2 separate regions of the Sus scrofa genome follow, and region 2 is linked to region 1. Evidence: chromatin contacts called from public HiChIP or PLAC-seq data. All regions are on one chromosome and are shown on one strand. The core of a region is the stretch at or near the end of the contact, and the rest is flanking DNA. Distances in the headings are between cores, read along the strand shown.

Region 1 (7,338 bases), core at 3,619-6,118:
GCACAAGGCAAATGCCTTCCAAACCAAGGCTCCGGACAGACACTACCAATCAATCAGAGTGGGCCTAAGAGATGAAAAGGATCCTCAGCCCTGCTCGGGCAGTGAGAGCCGCCTGGTGTTCTTAGCACAGCACCTGCTCCTCGGCCAGTATTTAGTCCATGATCGTTGAGTGAGGGAATGAATAGATGAATAAATGAATGAATGAACAAGCAAATGGGCACCCAGCCTGTGCCAGGTGCTTGGGCAGAGACCCCAGACGAGAGATCACATCTGTCCTCTCTGCATATTCCATCGATAAGCACAGAATTCGTTCAAAAGGCCAACGAATCCAAAAGTAAGAGCGGGGGTCTCCCTTCCTCTTCTGCTGCTCGCGGTGCCCCCACTTCCCCAGGGCCCTGGGATCAGAGTTACTTCTCTTTCCCTGCTGTGTGACCCCAGGCAAGCTACCCAAGCTCTCTGTCCCTCAGTGGCTTCATCCATAAATGGAGATTACGGCCAAGCCTGCCTCAAAGTTTGGTGTGGGGCTTCAAGGAGACCACCCGGGGAAGCATTCGGCCTCGTGCCTGGCACAGAACACGAGCTCCAAAAAGCCAGGCCGCTGTCAATCTTCCACATTCCACTTAAGGGCCGTGATGTCTTCCCGGGCACCAAGCCCGTTGCCCAGGACCATGCTGGGCAAACACAGACAGGTCATTAACCTGTGTCTGGGAAAGGGACAGGAGGCTGGTTCTTCAGGGAAGGAGAGGGGATTCCCCAGCTCTGGAATCCCCGCCAAGAGCCCCAGTGCCCATCAGCCACAGAACAGCCCTCTTGGGGTGCAACACAGGGCTCCCGAGTCCAAGCATCACTGGCCCTGCAACCTCAGAGGGAACTCAGCAGTGACCTGCAGCCAGCCATGCCCCATGCCTTCTCTGCCGCTGCCCGCAGTCCCAAATCTCACTCCCCACAGAGCAACCCCCACTCCAAGCCCTAGAGACATGGAGCTGGGGCAGCCAGAACCGGACTGGGAAGTGGGACAGCTGGGTTCCAGCCCCAGCTCCGGGCTGACACCCTCAACACATCCCTCCGCCTCTCTGGGCCTCAGTTTACCCTTCTGGAACCTGGAGGGGAGGGCGGCCCAACTCCTTGGGTGCTTCCAATTCTAACGTTCTTCTGCATACTTACACGGATCGAGCGATTTCTTCCACAAGTATTTATTCAGTGCCTACAGCCACCAGGTCTGGAGTGCTAAAAGGCCCCTCCCCCTCCTTGGTCTCCTGGCAGCTTTGGGGGCCCCTCCCCCAACTCCTCCACCCCGCCCCCACCCCCCTACCCCACTCCTCACGCTTCTGATGGCAGACTTACAGCTCGGTATCATCCTGTCTGCTTATCTGTCTGCTTCCCTCTGAATCGTGGCCTCCTGAGGGCAGGATCACATCTTGTCCCCGATCCATTTGCAGCGATTCCAGAGCAGGGTTCTGGACATATCTCTGGGGTGAATAAACAAAGGAATGAATACATAAGTTTGAAATTTCTCTCCCCCTCCATGCCCTCAACACAAGACCCTCAAAGAAGCTTTTAGCCTCGGCATCCTCTTCCCCAAACCAGTCCCTGGAAGCCGACCAGGCAAGTCCCACTGCAGACCAGGAACCTTCCTAGCATACCTCCCACCACTGAGCTGGGTGACCAAAAGGTGCCACCAGCGTGCGTAGCCTCTTCAAGGTGTTCACGACTCCAAGGTGAGGCTGACACCACCTAGAAATTGACAGGAGCCCAGGTCCTGATAGGTTCTGTGCCCTGCTCCACACTGTCCCCGCAGACACTCAGTAAATATTTAGGCATTAATTAACTTCCTCCAGGGAGCAGTGACTCAGGGCCAGATGTAATCTCCCAGCTCCTGGGGGAAAGGTGAGCGCGCCAGCCTTTCTCAAGTGCCCAGACCCATGAGGCCAGCCCTTCACCCAAGAAGCCTTGTCTCACTCAGACCTGCCCCCCTGCACACGCGTGCACACGCCTACTCTTACACACATGTATGCATTCGACGCCCTGAACAGCCTATAGTACCTGCTCTGAGCCACCGAACATCCGAACAGAAGCCTTGTGTGTGACCGCCCATTCTAGAAATGTTTGTGAATTCCTACTGTGTGTGCCTGCAACCTTCACTGCTCTCAGGGCACCACGCAGCTCAGCTGTTCCATTGCCTCCTTTAGCAAGTGTTTTCTTACAACAGCTGCAACTCCCCCCCACCCCAGGCCACCCCAAAAAAGATCAAGGGTTTTTATTAAGCTAGACAACTGCTGAGCGCGGCCCCCCCGCCTCGACCCCTCCCCAGTCTACCTTTCAGATCTTAAGAAAGGAGACCAAGTGAGCACAGGCCCCTGAGAGAAGGACCCAACGAGTGGGGCCATGCAGACAGGGCTGACCATGGCGGGGAGAGGAAAGTGCTGATTGCAGAGAACCTCAAGTGAGCTCCAGTCCCAGAAACAGACTTAGGTTCAAATCCTGCCTTCACCAGCTCTTGGCTGAGTGACCTTGAGCAAGACACATAGACTCAAAGTCTTAGTCCCTCCCCCCCAATCAATTCGGAGCAAGGACAGAATGAAGGTCCAAAATCAGCAGGAATAATACATTCTCAGAGTTCCCACTGTGGTGCAGGGGTTAAGAATCCAACTAGTATCCATGAGGATGCAGATTCGATTCCTGGCCTTGCTCAGCAAGTTAAGGATCAGACGTTGCCACAAGCTGCGATGGTAGGGGTCGCAGATTCAGCTTGGATCTGGTGTGGCTGTGGCGTAGGCTGGCAGCTGCGGCTCCGCAATTTGACCCCTAGCATGGGAACTTCCATATGCCTTAGGTGCAGACATTAAAAAAAAAAATTCTCAGGGAGTTCCCTGGTGGTGCAGCAGGTTAAGGATCTGGTATTGTCGTCACTGCTGTGGCTCTGATTGCTCCTGTGGCACGGGTTTGATGCCTGGCCCGGAAACTTCCACACGCTTCTGGTGTGGCTAAAAATAAATTAATTAAAAACATGACAGCCAAAAATTTTAAAAGACAGGCCCTAGGGAAGCTAGGAGCAGTATATTTTTATTCTTACAGGTATTATCACATAAACAACCTCCACTCTTGCAGATTCCTATCATCAGATCACCAATAGAATGGAAGTAAGACACCCTTTCTCACAGTTTCTCTAAAATGTCAATCCTGGCTCCTCTGGGTTGGGGGGTGGGGGGAGCAGAAGAGGTGTTTCTGATCCCAGAAGCTCAGACCGGTTCGAGATTGGTCATGGATGGCCTGGAAAGACCAGAGCACTGGATTGGAGCTGTGGGACCTTAGGCAAGTCCCTTCAGCTCTCAGTGCCCCAAGTTTTGTCTAAAAAATGGGGTAAGTGCTCCTTAAATCTGTTTTTACCCTGGATGCCTGGCACTGAGTAGATGCTGAAAAGCTGAGGAAACGGAGAAACCTGGGGAATTCTTAAGACTGAAGGGAGAGCCAGAGAGTGCAGGATGGGCTGGCTGGGTCCCTTCACAGCCACCAAGGGATGAGCATGCTGAGAAGAGCAGACCCAAGGAGAGGGCGAAACAACAAGAAGTTTGCTCCTGGGACCTCCTCCCATCCCTTGTGGAGTTCCCTTGTGGTGCAGTGGGTTAAGGACCTGGCATTGTCACTACAGCAGCTCAGGTCGCTGTGGTGTGCAGGTTTGATCCCTGCCCCAGGAACTTCCATAGGCCTCAAGCTCTGCCAAAAAAAAAAAAAAAAAGGCAAAACATTGTCAACAAAAGATAAGCAGGTGAGTTTCTCAGCCCATGGTATCAGCCTCCTGTCTGGAGTTCACAGTCCTGGCCCGAATCTGAGCTCCGCCCTTTAGGAGCTGTGTGATTTCCCACGAGTCAACCCCACTGCTCTGAGACTGTCCCTGCTCTGCAAGCAGTCCCCAGAAAGGATTCAGGGCGTTTGTGGCAGGGGCCTGCCCATTCTAGGCACATAATAGTCCCTATTGTCATTCTTATTGGTTAGAGAGGAAAGGAAAGGTTACAGAACTGGTGATTAGGACAGCGGATGCCGGCTCTCAGAACTCGTTTAGACCTCAGCTGTTTGAGGCCCAAGACTCTCAAGACTCCTCCACCAGCGGAGACCAAAATTTACCAGGTTTTGGCTTCTCCCATCAGACAAAGGGGGTGGGAGGCCGTTCCCCAAGTATTCCCTGGGGCTTCTCCGTCAAAAAGTCAAGGCATCAGGCCCAACATTCTCCGCGGCTTTGGGTACCTTGAAATCTCTTTCCCCCCAGAGGGTCCTCAAAGGTCAAGCCGGCAGCCCCACTAGTCTCTTGCAAAGGCCTTGGGTCCCACGGGTCACTCAGGGGCAGCAGGTGAGATAGGAGGTGCCGCGTGGCCGGGAGTGGGAGCCGTGCGCACCTGCCGCAGGTGAGGCCCAGCCGTGCGGAAGGGGGAGGAGTCGTCGCCGCAGCACGCAGGTGAGCCGACCCCCGGCTCCCAGGAACTAGGCCGAGGGCGGCTGCGGGTTCCAACGTGGCGGGTGCGAGGCGACCCACGTCGCAGACAGCGGCCCCAGCGGCTCCGAGTCCCGCGCTGCGCGGCGGCTCCAGGAGAACATTCGAGGCAGCGACGGCGTTGGAGGCCCGGGGTCCGTTCGGTATTTGAATAGCACAAAGGAACCGCCTTGGTCTGATTGGCCAGCCGAGTGGCCCCGGGGCGGGCAGCGTCTGTCACTCGGGAGGTTCTGGGCACTGTTATTGGTTCACCAGGTGTGGGGCGGGGCCCGGACGCCCAGCTAAATAGCTGGGGCCGGGGCCGGCCGAGGCTCATTGCTTTGGCGCCGTCTGGGGAGCACGAACCTGCGGGTGGCGCGCAGCGCATGGTGGCGGCTCCTCTCAGAGCGCAGCCGACCCGCTGACCCGGGCTCCGTTTCCCGTGCCCGGCGCGTCCCGGAGGCCGGCTGGAGGCCGAAACAGCAGCAGCATTAGCAGCAGCAGCGGCCGCGGCTGCTCTGCCGCCGCCGTCTCCGCGGGAGCATGGAGTGCGCCCTGGACGCCCAGAGCCTGATCAGCATCTCCCTGCGCAAGATCCACAGCTCCCGGACCCAGCGCGGCGGCATCAAGCTGCACAAGAACCTCCTGGTGTCCTACGTGCTCCGCAACGCGCGCCAGCTCTACCTGAGCGAGCGCTACGCCGAGCTCTACCGGCGCCAGCAGCAGCAACAGCAGCAACAGCAGCAGCCGCCCCACCACCAGCACCAGCACCTCGCGTACGCGGCGCCGGGCATGCCGGCCAGCGCGGCCGACTTCGGCCCGCTCCAACTTGGCGGCGGCGGGGACGCGGAGGCGCGCGAACCGGCCGCCCGGCATCAGCTGCACCAGCTCCACCAGCTCCACCAGCTGCACCTCCAGCAGCAGCTGCACCAGCACCAGCACCCGGCGCCCAGGGGCTGCGCGGCGGCGGCCGGGGCGCCCGCGGGCGGCGCGGGGGCGCTCTCGGAGCTGCCCGGGTGCGCCGCGCTCCAGCCGCCGCACGGCGCGCCCCACCGCGGGCAGCCCTTGGAGCCGCTGCAGCCGGGTCCTGCGCCGCTGCCGCCGCCCGCGCCCGCCGCGCTCTGCCCGCGGGACCCTCGCGCCTCGGCAGCCTGCTCCGCGCCCTCCGCGCCCCCAGGGGCCGCCCCTCAGGCCGCTGCCGCCGCCTCCCCGCCCGCCTCCCCGGCCCCCGCCTCCTCCCCCGGCTTCTACCGGGGCGCGTACCCGGCCCCCTCGGACTTCGGCGTGCACTGCAGCAGCCAGACCACTGTGCTGGACCTGGACACTCACGTGGTGACCACGGTGGAGAACGGTTACTTGCACCAGGACTGCTGCGCCTCCGCCCACTGCCCCTGCTGTGGCCAGGGCGCCCCGGGACCTGGCCTGGCGTCCGCTGCCGGCTGCAAGCGCAAGTATTACCCTGGCCAGGAGGAGGAGGACGACGACGACGATGCAGGCGACCTGGGGGCCGAGCCCCCCGGGGGCGCCACGTTTGCCCCCTGCAAGCGCGCCCGCTTCGAGGACTTCTGCCCGGACTCGTCCCCGGACGCGTCCAACATCTCAAACTTGATCTCCATCTTTGGCTCGGGCTTCTCGGGGCTGGTGAGCCGACAGCCGGACTCCTCCGAGCAGCCGCCGCCGCTCAACGGGCAGCTGTGCGCCAAGCAGGCGCTCGCCAGCCTCGGCGCCTGGACTCGAGCCATTGTCGCCTTCTAGGGACCCCCGAGGGCACGGGGACCCGGGGACCCGCGGGGCTGGGGCCAGACAAAGACTCGGCCAAGGGGCGAGAGGAGGGAACGAACAGGCGCCCGGCCACTCGGGGCTGAGCTGGGGGCAAGCAGAAGGAAACGGCTGATGTTTTATAAATTGTAAAATAAAAAAAAAGAAATCTAAGATCTTGGACTTTATTTTTGCAGAGAGAAAAAGCGCCTATTTAAGTATGCTTTGTGTTTCTCCTACTCTTTTCTTCTTTTTATTGTAGTGATTGCAGTGGTGTTTAGCGAGGAGCCAGCCACGTGAGGAAGGGCTGCTGCCCGGAGGAGGTGCCGGGCAGTCGGGGGCGAGGCAGGGCGCCCGGACCGCCAGGGCGCGCCGGGGGCGCAGCGCAGGAGGGCGCGGGGCCCGGGACGCCGATTCCAATCAGTTGTCAGACCCAGGAAGCCCGGCGCTCTGTTTTTCCCGAGTCCCTCCGAGGGGTGAGGAATGAGTCTTGTGAAATCCTGAGCAAAAACAAAGGCAAATTCTATCTCCGAAAGGGACGTTTGGGTCACATTTCCTCTCTGGGGGCGGCCTCCAAAGTTCTCAAAATGAGAAGGCAGAAATGAAAACACTTCAACTTTTTTTTTTTTTTTTTCTTTTCTTCCTGGGGCGGGTGTCTTGAACCCCTCCTCTCTCCGCCCCTCTGGTTCTGTTCTCCTCCCCTCCTCCACCCTCCTTCCAGACTCGGGGGTGGCGCCGGACACCCCGACACGATCGGACACTGTTTGGGGAAGGGGTGGGGGGCGGGCACGGCCGACTACATTTCCCATCATGCCCAGCACTGCGGTCCTCACTAAACAAAAAAGGAAGTCGATTTCTTCACCTGGATCCCCGGCGGCCCCGAGGGAGGGAGGGGCTGGGACCGCCGACTGTGTTGGAGACTTTTCACTAAGTTCCTGGTCTGATGTAGTGTTTGTGTGTGTGCTTCTAAGTTGCTCTGTCCTGGTTCAGCCTTCGGTTGCGTTTCATGAAACCAGCATTGTTCGAGCCTGTTGAGAACCCAGTCCTGTGTCGTCAGCTGGATAGATTTTGTTTAATTTAAAGCCTTTTGTTGTAGAAAGGTGGGGTTCTTCTGC
Region 2 (7,710 bases), core at 4,851-7,350, 120 kb before region 1:
ACTCCACGAGATAATGGCTCTCAGGTGTTTAGGACAGGCAGGCACAGCTGGGCTACCCACACGGGAACTCAGGATTTCCCTCTCCTGTCCCTGCCCCCTCGCCCCTTGCATCTCACCCCAGGAAGGAGCTCAGGGTGTGGTGTCCCATAGGCAGCCTGGGCTTTCTGGGACCTAGTATCCAGTGGCAGCTCCACCAACCACCCCACCGAGCACAGGGAAAGGGCTGGTGGCAGGTGGGTAACCTCAGAAACTGAATGAGGAGGGGCAGCCAGGGCTAAGATGGCATCACGAAAGGGCATTTTCCCTCCTCCACGGGAGGCACACACAGCCATGGCTCCCTCCTGGCATGTCCATGCTCAGAAGGTGGGGCCGGGGGCCACCCAGGGACTTGGACCCGCTGTTCACTGGGGAAAGATGATGACTCCCCACCAACAGAGGCCACCATTTGCCCAAAGCCTGGGCAGTGGGGCCCAAGGTGGCTCTGGCCTCTTTCTGCAGCCAGGATGTCTGCCTCTTTCTCCCGAGGGACTCTGGGCCAGGCCCTTGCCAGGGGTGTGGTTCCTGCACTCCCAAGGCTCACAGGCCTGGGTGTGAGGCAGATAAGCAGGGCCTAAGCTTGAGGGGAGACACCAGGGTGGCAGGAGAGGACCTGCTGGGCATCAGGGAGGGCTTCCCAGAGGAAGAGGCACTGAAGGGAAGGCCATATGGAGCAAAGGTCTGGAAGGGAGAGAGTGCTGGGTTCCTTCCCATCTACCCCAACAGGTGCAGTTTGCCAAACTCCATCACCCTGCACATCTCACTTGGTGCCCCCGTCCCGCTCAGGACAGAGAGCAGGAGCTCTTCCTCCCAATTCGCAGATGGGGAGACCAGTTCTGAGAGAGGAAGCCACAACTCCTGGCTGGGACGACAGCCCGCATCTCCTGACTCCCGGCTCAGGTGAGCAAATCGAGATGCAAGACTGGGCCAGAAGCACCCCTGGCATCTGTAAAATTATCCCCCCATTTTGCAGATGAATAAACTGAGGCTTAGTGAGACCACAACATCCCTCCAGTCTCCCTGTTTCTGTCTAGCTCTGGGGACCTAGGACAAGCCTAAGGTGCCCGGATGCCCTCCGCAGGTGGTGGTGGGGAAACCGCCAGCAGCACGGTGACTGGGGCTTCAGGGTGAAAGAAAGAAGGGCGCTGGCCGGGCGCTGAAACCAACACCAGGCAGGGAAAGGCAGAGGCACGGGCCGAGGACGGGGTGGGGGGGACCTCAATGCAAGGCCAGTCTGGGAGGGGTCGGGACCTAGACAGCCCCCTCACTCACCCGGGGTGAGACCCTGACTTCCCAGGACGCATCACCACCCGCTCCAGCTGGGCGGGGACAAGGACCACTGCCTCCTGGCCGCCCAATCAGACGCACTCCCCGTCTGATGGGGGAGGCAGCCAGGGCGGAGGGCTCCCAAGGCCTTCCCCAAGGAGCCCCCCAGGACCTGCCCGGGACTCGGCCACCCACCTCCCACCGCCCACCCTCAGCCTCATTAGCACCGACACCCGGCGTCCTCCCCTCGGCTTTCGGTGGCTCCAGAATTTAAAGGTTAAATCCTAACCTCGTCTCAGCAGTTTCTCCCGGCTTTGCCTACCCAGCGCCAGTTGCTGGTAATTATATGCATCTCCGAGCAGCCAATCAGCTGTCAGACTGACAGATACTGATCTTTTCGTTTTATTTTTAGCTCTGTGCTTCCCCCTCTAGTTGCAAAAAAAAATTCTGTTTGTTCTGTGTGCCGCTGCTTGGCTGCCAGCTCTGCAGCCGGCTCTCATCTCCGCCAGCCAGGCGGGAGCAGGAAGCCGGAGGGGCTGGAACCTCCTGCCCTTCCAGAAAGGGGGGAACGAAATGCACCCGCTGCCCACCCTCCCACCCCCCAGCAGCAGACCCTGGGCTGCGATGGAGAAGGGAGGAGGCTGGAGCTGCCCAGAGGGGCCCTTGGAGGCCAAGGGCACAGGAGAGGAGCTGTACTTGGCCAGGGAGGGGAGCAAGTCCTTACCTGCCGTGGGGATGCTGGGAGACAGAGACAGACAGAGACAGCCGAGAAACAGAGAGACATGCAGAGGCAGAGACAAAGCTCGGCTGAGAACGAGAAAGAGCAGGGAGAGGAAGGGAAAAGACAAGCTCTCACCCCCTGGAAATAGTCTCCCCCCAGAACTGAACAGAAGCTGCGGAGATCTGGGCTCAGCCCTGTGAGCACTGGAGTGGGAGTCAGGAGGGGCTTCCCAGCCGGGCCTGCAGGGCTCAGGCCAGGTGGAGGCGATCTTCAGAGTCCTTTGCGGGGAATGTTCCAGAAGGTTCTGGGACCTCTCTGGAGGCACCAGGAGGCAGGCAGTTGTGGGCCCAGGTGGCAGGAGAGTCCTTTGGAAGGGGCGGAGGAACCTGAGGGCAGAGCAAGCGTTTAGGGCCCAGGGAGTCTCCCAGGCAAGGGCCCTGCTCCCAGAGAGGGGTCGGCAGAGAATAGGCATGCCTCCTTCCATTGTCACCACACTCTACAGTTTGCAGAGCAGCTCCCTTCACTCCAAGGGCCTCCGTTCCTTCACCTCAGGACCAGGTGACACGGGGGGTGGGGGCCTGGCGAGGATCACTGCCATTCTATTGGCCCTGGGGGAGGGGAAGCAAGGGAGCTGTTGGGATTTGTTGGGGTTCAAGCCCCAGGGCTGCTATTTCAGCGCCCTGAGGATGAGCGAATGCCCCTATCCCTTTGGGTCCCAGCATCCCCACCTGGAAAATGGGCCCCAGGCCACCCCCACCTCCCAGACCCACATGGGAAGTGAAGTCACCCTTATGGGTGCTCCTCATGGCCAGGCCCCTCCAGGGCCAGCGCGCTTGCGAGCAGGTATTATTAGCGTCTCCGTTTTGCAGGTGGGGAAACTGAGGTTCATGTGACTCGTAATTGGCAGAACTGGGACCAGAACCCGTCCCCCGTCCCCGTCCCCCCCCCCCTTTGGCTTCCTTTTCTCTGACACCACAGATGGCGTGCTGCGAAAAAAGAGAGAGGAGAGCGGGGAGAAGGGAATTAGGAGACGGAGCGAGATGGAGGGAGGCGGCAGCACCGTAATCAATTACTTGGGCTATAAATTTCTGCTGTTTTGCAAAGTGAGCACACAACCTCGGAGAGGCAGCGCTCCCTGGTCTGCTCGGGAAAAACCAAACAGCCAGGCCCACGGCAGATGCTCGGGTGGTGGGAGACGCAGAGGGAGAGGGGCGAGCTCCAGGGTGGGGTCAAGGGCAGTCAGTATGGCTGGGTGGGGGCGAGGCTGGATGGGGAGCAGCCCCACTCTCCCAGCGGAGCCAAGGAGGACGAGCTTGGGAGCTGCCCAGAGCCCCCTTGGGAAGGGACTCCACTTCCTCTTCTCTTCCCAGCAGCTTCCTCTCCCTTCACTGCTGCAGTGGGAGAATCAGTCCTGGGCGGCCAGGTGGTCACTGCCTTTGCAGCTGCTCCCAGGGGCTGCTGGGAAGGGGGCTCGTGAACTTCAACTTTGACTTCGTCTGTGACATGGGGATGGGGCACCATTCCTCTCTTCGTCGTCTGATGGACCAGCAAGATCTAGGGTATAAAAGGCCCAGCCTGGGGCCTGGCGCACATGTACTGCGAGTCGAGTTAATGTTGCTATAACATTATTCATATGAAGACAAGTGCAGGCTAAAGGTAGTTTGGAGACCAATTATAGTATTAAAGAGGTGGGGGCCGGGCCTCCCTTGGAGGCACAGTGCTGGGGAGGGCGGCCCCCAGTGGAAGGATCATGACCTTGGACCTGTGTCCATCTCCCAGCAGGTAGGGCTGGGTGAGGGCAGGTGGGGATGGGTGGGGGCAGGGATCGGGGTGCACCTTGCACTTAGGAAATGGGACCAGAGCGAGGTGGCCCAGGCCCAGACTCCTGACCTCCAGCTTCCTGGAGCCTGGCTACAGCCCACTTAGGGAATGAGCCCCAGGCCAGGGCCAGCTTCTCCCTCTGGAACCAGGTGCTCCAGGAAAATGGGATTCCAGCCCGACCCTCTCAGGGTGAAATGGCAAGACCACAGCATTTCAGGAGCCCCCCTACATGCTCATCTTCTCACAGTCCCAAGGAAGTTCTGCAGTGAACCATCCCCAGGCTCTGCTCTCAAGGAGCTTTGGGGGACCCCAAAAACTAGATACAGTGGGCACTGCACACTGGTCTCTGGACCCCAGACCCCGGCCAAAGGAATGGGAGGCCAGAGGCTGGAAGAGGGAAACCACAGGCTATAGACATCGTGAAATGAGGGAACGCCAGGTAGAGGGGCCCAAGGGCGGCGGGGGGGGGGGGGGGGCAAGGCCAAGATGGGCGGTAAATCTGGACCCCAGAGAAGATGCCTGGTGCTCCGGTGGGGACCAAGCACAGGGCTCGCAGCACACACTCTCCAGCCTCAGGGATGCCAGGCTGAAGGCAGTGGAGGTGCTCCCTCCTTTAAAGGAGACCTAAGATGGAGTCAGAGCAGCTCCCCCGGATGGAGGTAGTAAACAATGCTGTATTAGTCAGGATGGGCTCACGGATACAACCAACCCCCAACCCCCCAAAAAGCTTGCTTTCTTATTCACGTCACTACTGAGGGCTGGAGGAGGGGCGGGTGGGAGTCCTGCTCCACGCAGTAACTCAGGGGCCCAGCTTCCCTCATCTTGTAGTTCGTCATCTTCGAAGGCCTTTTCCTCCCCTGTGACAGTCTTGAGGAAGGGTGACGAGAGAGTGGGGAAGATGACATAGAAGGAATTTCATGCTCGTAAAAGGGGTGGGGGAGAGGCCAGCCCTCGGCTCACTTTCCATTAACCAGCGCTCTGGCATGTGGCCACGCCCCCACTGCAAGGGAGGCTGGGAAATGTAGTCCAGCTGTGTGCCCAAGAGGAAAATCATGAACCAGAGAGTCTGGCAAAGCATAGCGGTCCTTACCACAGAGGCCATTCTCTTTAGGTGGAGGAGCTGTTGCTCACAGAGCACCCTGTGTAGGGCCCAGCCCCTGCCTTGTGTGCCAGAGCTGGCTATTTGTCCTGTAAGTGCGGAGGCTGCTGGCCTGAAGGTTAGGACAGGCGTTGGAAACCTATTCCTAGTCCCTCCCGAAACTGTACATTAAAGTGTGTGTGTGTGTGTGTGTGTGTGTGTGTGTGAGAGAGAGAGAGAGAGAGAGAGAGAGAGCGAGAGAAAGGAATAGAGAGATATTTTGTGGTCTAAGAAGAACATCCAAAGCTTTCACCAGATTCTCAAAAATTTGCGCATAACAGTTTCAAAAGAAACGGACCATCACCTATGAAGGCAGCAGCTTAACTGCGAAGTTGACGGTACTTGGGACTTAGCAAGGCCTGGATACAGGGTACATTGGTCCTTACGGCCCCACTGCGCAGGAGGAGGTAGAGCCAAGGCTTCTGCAGCTACCATCTCTCCTCTCCCACTAAACACACCCCAGAGACCCCAGGGTCAAGACGGAGAAGGCCTCAATTGATTCTTGACAGTGGATGCACCCATTCCCGTCGGCTGCAATGGCCAAGGTGGCCACAGGCTCAGGGACGTCAGCCCTGGAGGCCAGCTGAGATGCGCAGGTAGAGAAACGGAGGTCGGAGGGGGACCATCCCGCGCAGGGTCGCACAGCGAGGGAGGACAGAGCCGGGACTGACCTTCAGATCCAGTCAGTCGGGTGTCTGGGCTTATAAGCAACAGAAGTGGACTCTGTTTGCCTTGATCCGAAAAAGGCTCCATCTCCAGACCGGGGGGGGGGGGGGTTCAGAATGTAAGGGAACACAGGGGATGCAGACGGGCCCCAGCGAGGATGCAGCCAGGCCCTCCTGGAGAGCAGGGGACACTCAGCGACCTCCCTTGGGGCTGGCCGTCAGGACGAGGACTGAGGGACCCAAGCTCAGGGAAGGCGGGCTGCTGACCCATCCCTTGGCACGGAAGCTCGGAGCATCTGGACCGGCAGCCCAGTCCCCGGATTGCACACACAGGGGGGAGTTCCCCATGAGGCAACTGGAGGACTTTCGCCAGAAAGAGACAGGGTGAGGGTGCCGGGCGGCCAAAACAGCAGATGTCCGCTCTGGCCTCCTGCTCCAGGGTTGTGCAATCGAAACAAAACAAGCACGAGGCTGGTTTCCTGCAGCCCAGAGCTGCAGCCTCACCAGGGAATCCGACCCAGAGGAGGCCCGGAAAACAGAGGCACAGGGCAGATGGGTGTTCCGGGCTCTGACACGTCCCCCAGGAGATGGGCAGCTTCCTGAGGGCAGTGGGCAGGCTGGCGGTTCCACACCAGGCTGGGCTCCCTGGGGGCTTGCCCAGGCTGGTTAAGGGAGCTTTTCACAACAAAGGATGCAAGGCTGGAGGAGGAACTGGGCTGGGGGTTGAGGATTCCAGCTGAAGTCATCGCAGGAGAGCAGGGAGCACTGCCCAGCTCTGGGGGCAGCTCATCTGAGAGCGATGCTCAAGCTGGAAGGAGCAAGAAACCACTGACAGAGAGGGGATGAGGTGCTGCGATGCTGGAGAGGCTACAGTCCCCAGTTCTCCAATCTAATCTCAGGGTCACTCTGCAGGCGCCCCATAGATGTGATTGCAGTCCATAATCGGTTGACTTTTGAGAGACATTGGCCTAGATTTTCGGGGAGGGCCTGATTCCATCATTGGAAAGGCTCTAAGTGCAAAGCAGAGGCCTCCTCGATGGGGAAGCTATTCCACCCACACACAGCGGCGTCAGCCCAGGGCCCAGAGGTCCAGCCTGCCCTTCAGAGTTCGGGCTTGTCTAGCCAGCTCCACCATTGCATAACCAATTCCTTGCAATAGATTCCTTCACATAGATCTCCTGCTGCTTCTGTTTTCCCTGGTTGAAGACTGAGTGAGGCAGATGGGGAGGGAGGCTGCAGGGGTGCTCCAGGAGGCTGCTGGCCTCGCTCTGGGTAGAGGTACCCACGTCCTTACAGATGAGAGCTAACTGGGTCACGTCCCTTAACACAGCCAGGGACCAAGGACAGCGCCCCTGGGTGTCAGTTCTCAGAAAGGTGAGCCTGGCATCCTGTCCTCCTGTCGCTTGTCATCCCCCCACTCCAGCCCCACCTGCCACCCCCTGAGCTGGGGGCTGCAGAGCTGCATTTTTGGGACTTTGGGAACCACAGGGGCAGGGAGGTTGCCCTAGCCTCTGGGACAAATAGGGAGACAGAGGCCCAGACTCACTCACCTGTCTGGGGGCGGGTCCTGAGCTCTTTGTATCCTTACCTCTCTCAAGGCTGTCCCTCCCAGCCCACCCCACGGGTGCCACTGGTGTGGACAGAAGCTGGCCACCTGCTCACCGTGGTGCCAGGGCTGTCCTGGCAGAAGGATTGCTGTTGAGGGTCTGCCCAGAGAGCAGAAACCAGCCCGGGTCCAGCTGATGGTGCTGAGGGGAGGGCAGGGCCCCAGTGGGGAAGAGGCCCCATCACTGTCAGCCTCTGTCCCCCAAGGCAGGGGTCTCTGGACACTTCAGGCCCCCAAGAGCTCTCCCCAACCTGTCAGTGGAGGCCACAGGTGGAGGGGTCCAAAACCGCCACCCCGCCTTCAAGGAGCCTCAGCCACATCATCAGAGCAGGTGCAGTGGGAACAAGACTCTTCCAAGCATCCTCTCCCCTTCAACAAGCAGGGGGCAGGGGAGAGGATAAAGACAAGGGGAGACCCCAACTTGAACCTCCAGTCTGCTCCCACAAGCTGGGGGGCC

Evidence for each region. HiChIP or PLAC-seq counts read pairs in DNA pulled down with a chosen protein or histone mark.
Region 2: an H3K27ac HiChIP or PLAC-seq map of skeletal muscle shows a contact between it and region 1. The contact joins the enhancer-like site here to the promoter of LOC110256380 in region 1. A contact is called at or near these places in 4 of 5 promoter capture datasets (fetal liver, fetal skeletal muscle and liver), 11 of 47 Hi-C or Micro-C datasets (embryonic fibroblasts, fetal heart ventricle, fetal skeletal muscle and 5 more) and 2 of 2 datasets of contacts at active chromatin or transcription factors (alveolar macrophages and skeletal muscle).

What each region holds. Positions count from the first base shown.
Region 1 is chr1:269,452,981-269,460,318 of Sscrofa11.1, reverse strand. It overlaps LOC110256380, which reads right to left and starts at 4,868. Exons shown (of 3, transcript XM_021070004.1): 1 at 4,392-4,868; 2 at 1,345-1,469. The coding sequence starts at 4,853. IER5L (immediate early response gene 5-like protein) reads left to right here and starts at 4,795. Exons shown (of 1, transcript XM_005674588.3): 1 at 4,795-6,399. The coding sequence starts at 5,009. The coding sequence ends at 6,220.
Region 2 is chr1:269,569,506-269,577,215 of Sscrofa11.1, reverse strand. It overlaps LOC102162054 (a long non-coding RNA gene), which reads right to left and starts at 1,700. Exons shown (of 3, transcript XR_002337821.1): 1 at 1,592-1,700. Within about 2 kb of position 6,100, at least 29 of the 83 cell types and tissues checked have an H3K27ac peak or open chromatin away from gene starts, as enhancers often do. A contact at or near this core is called in alveolar macrophages, fetal liver, omental adipose tissue and 1 more, where this site is marked.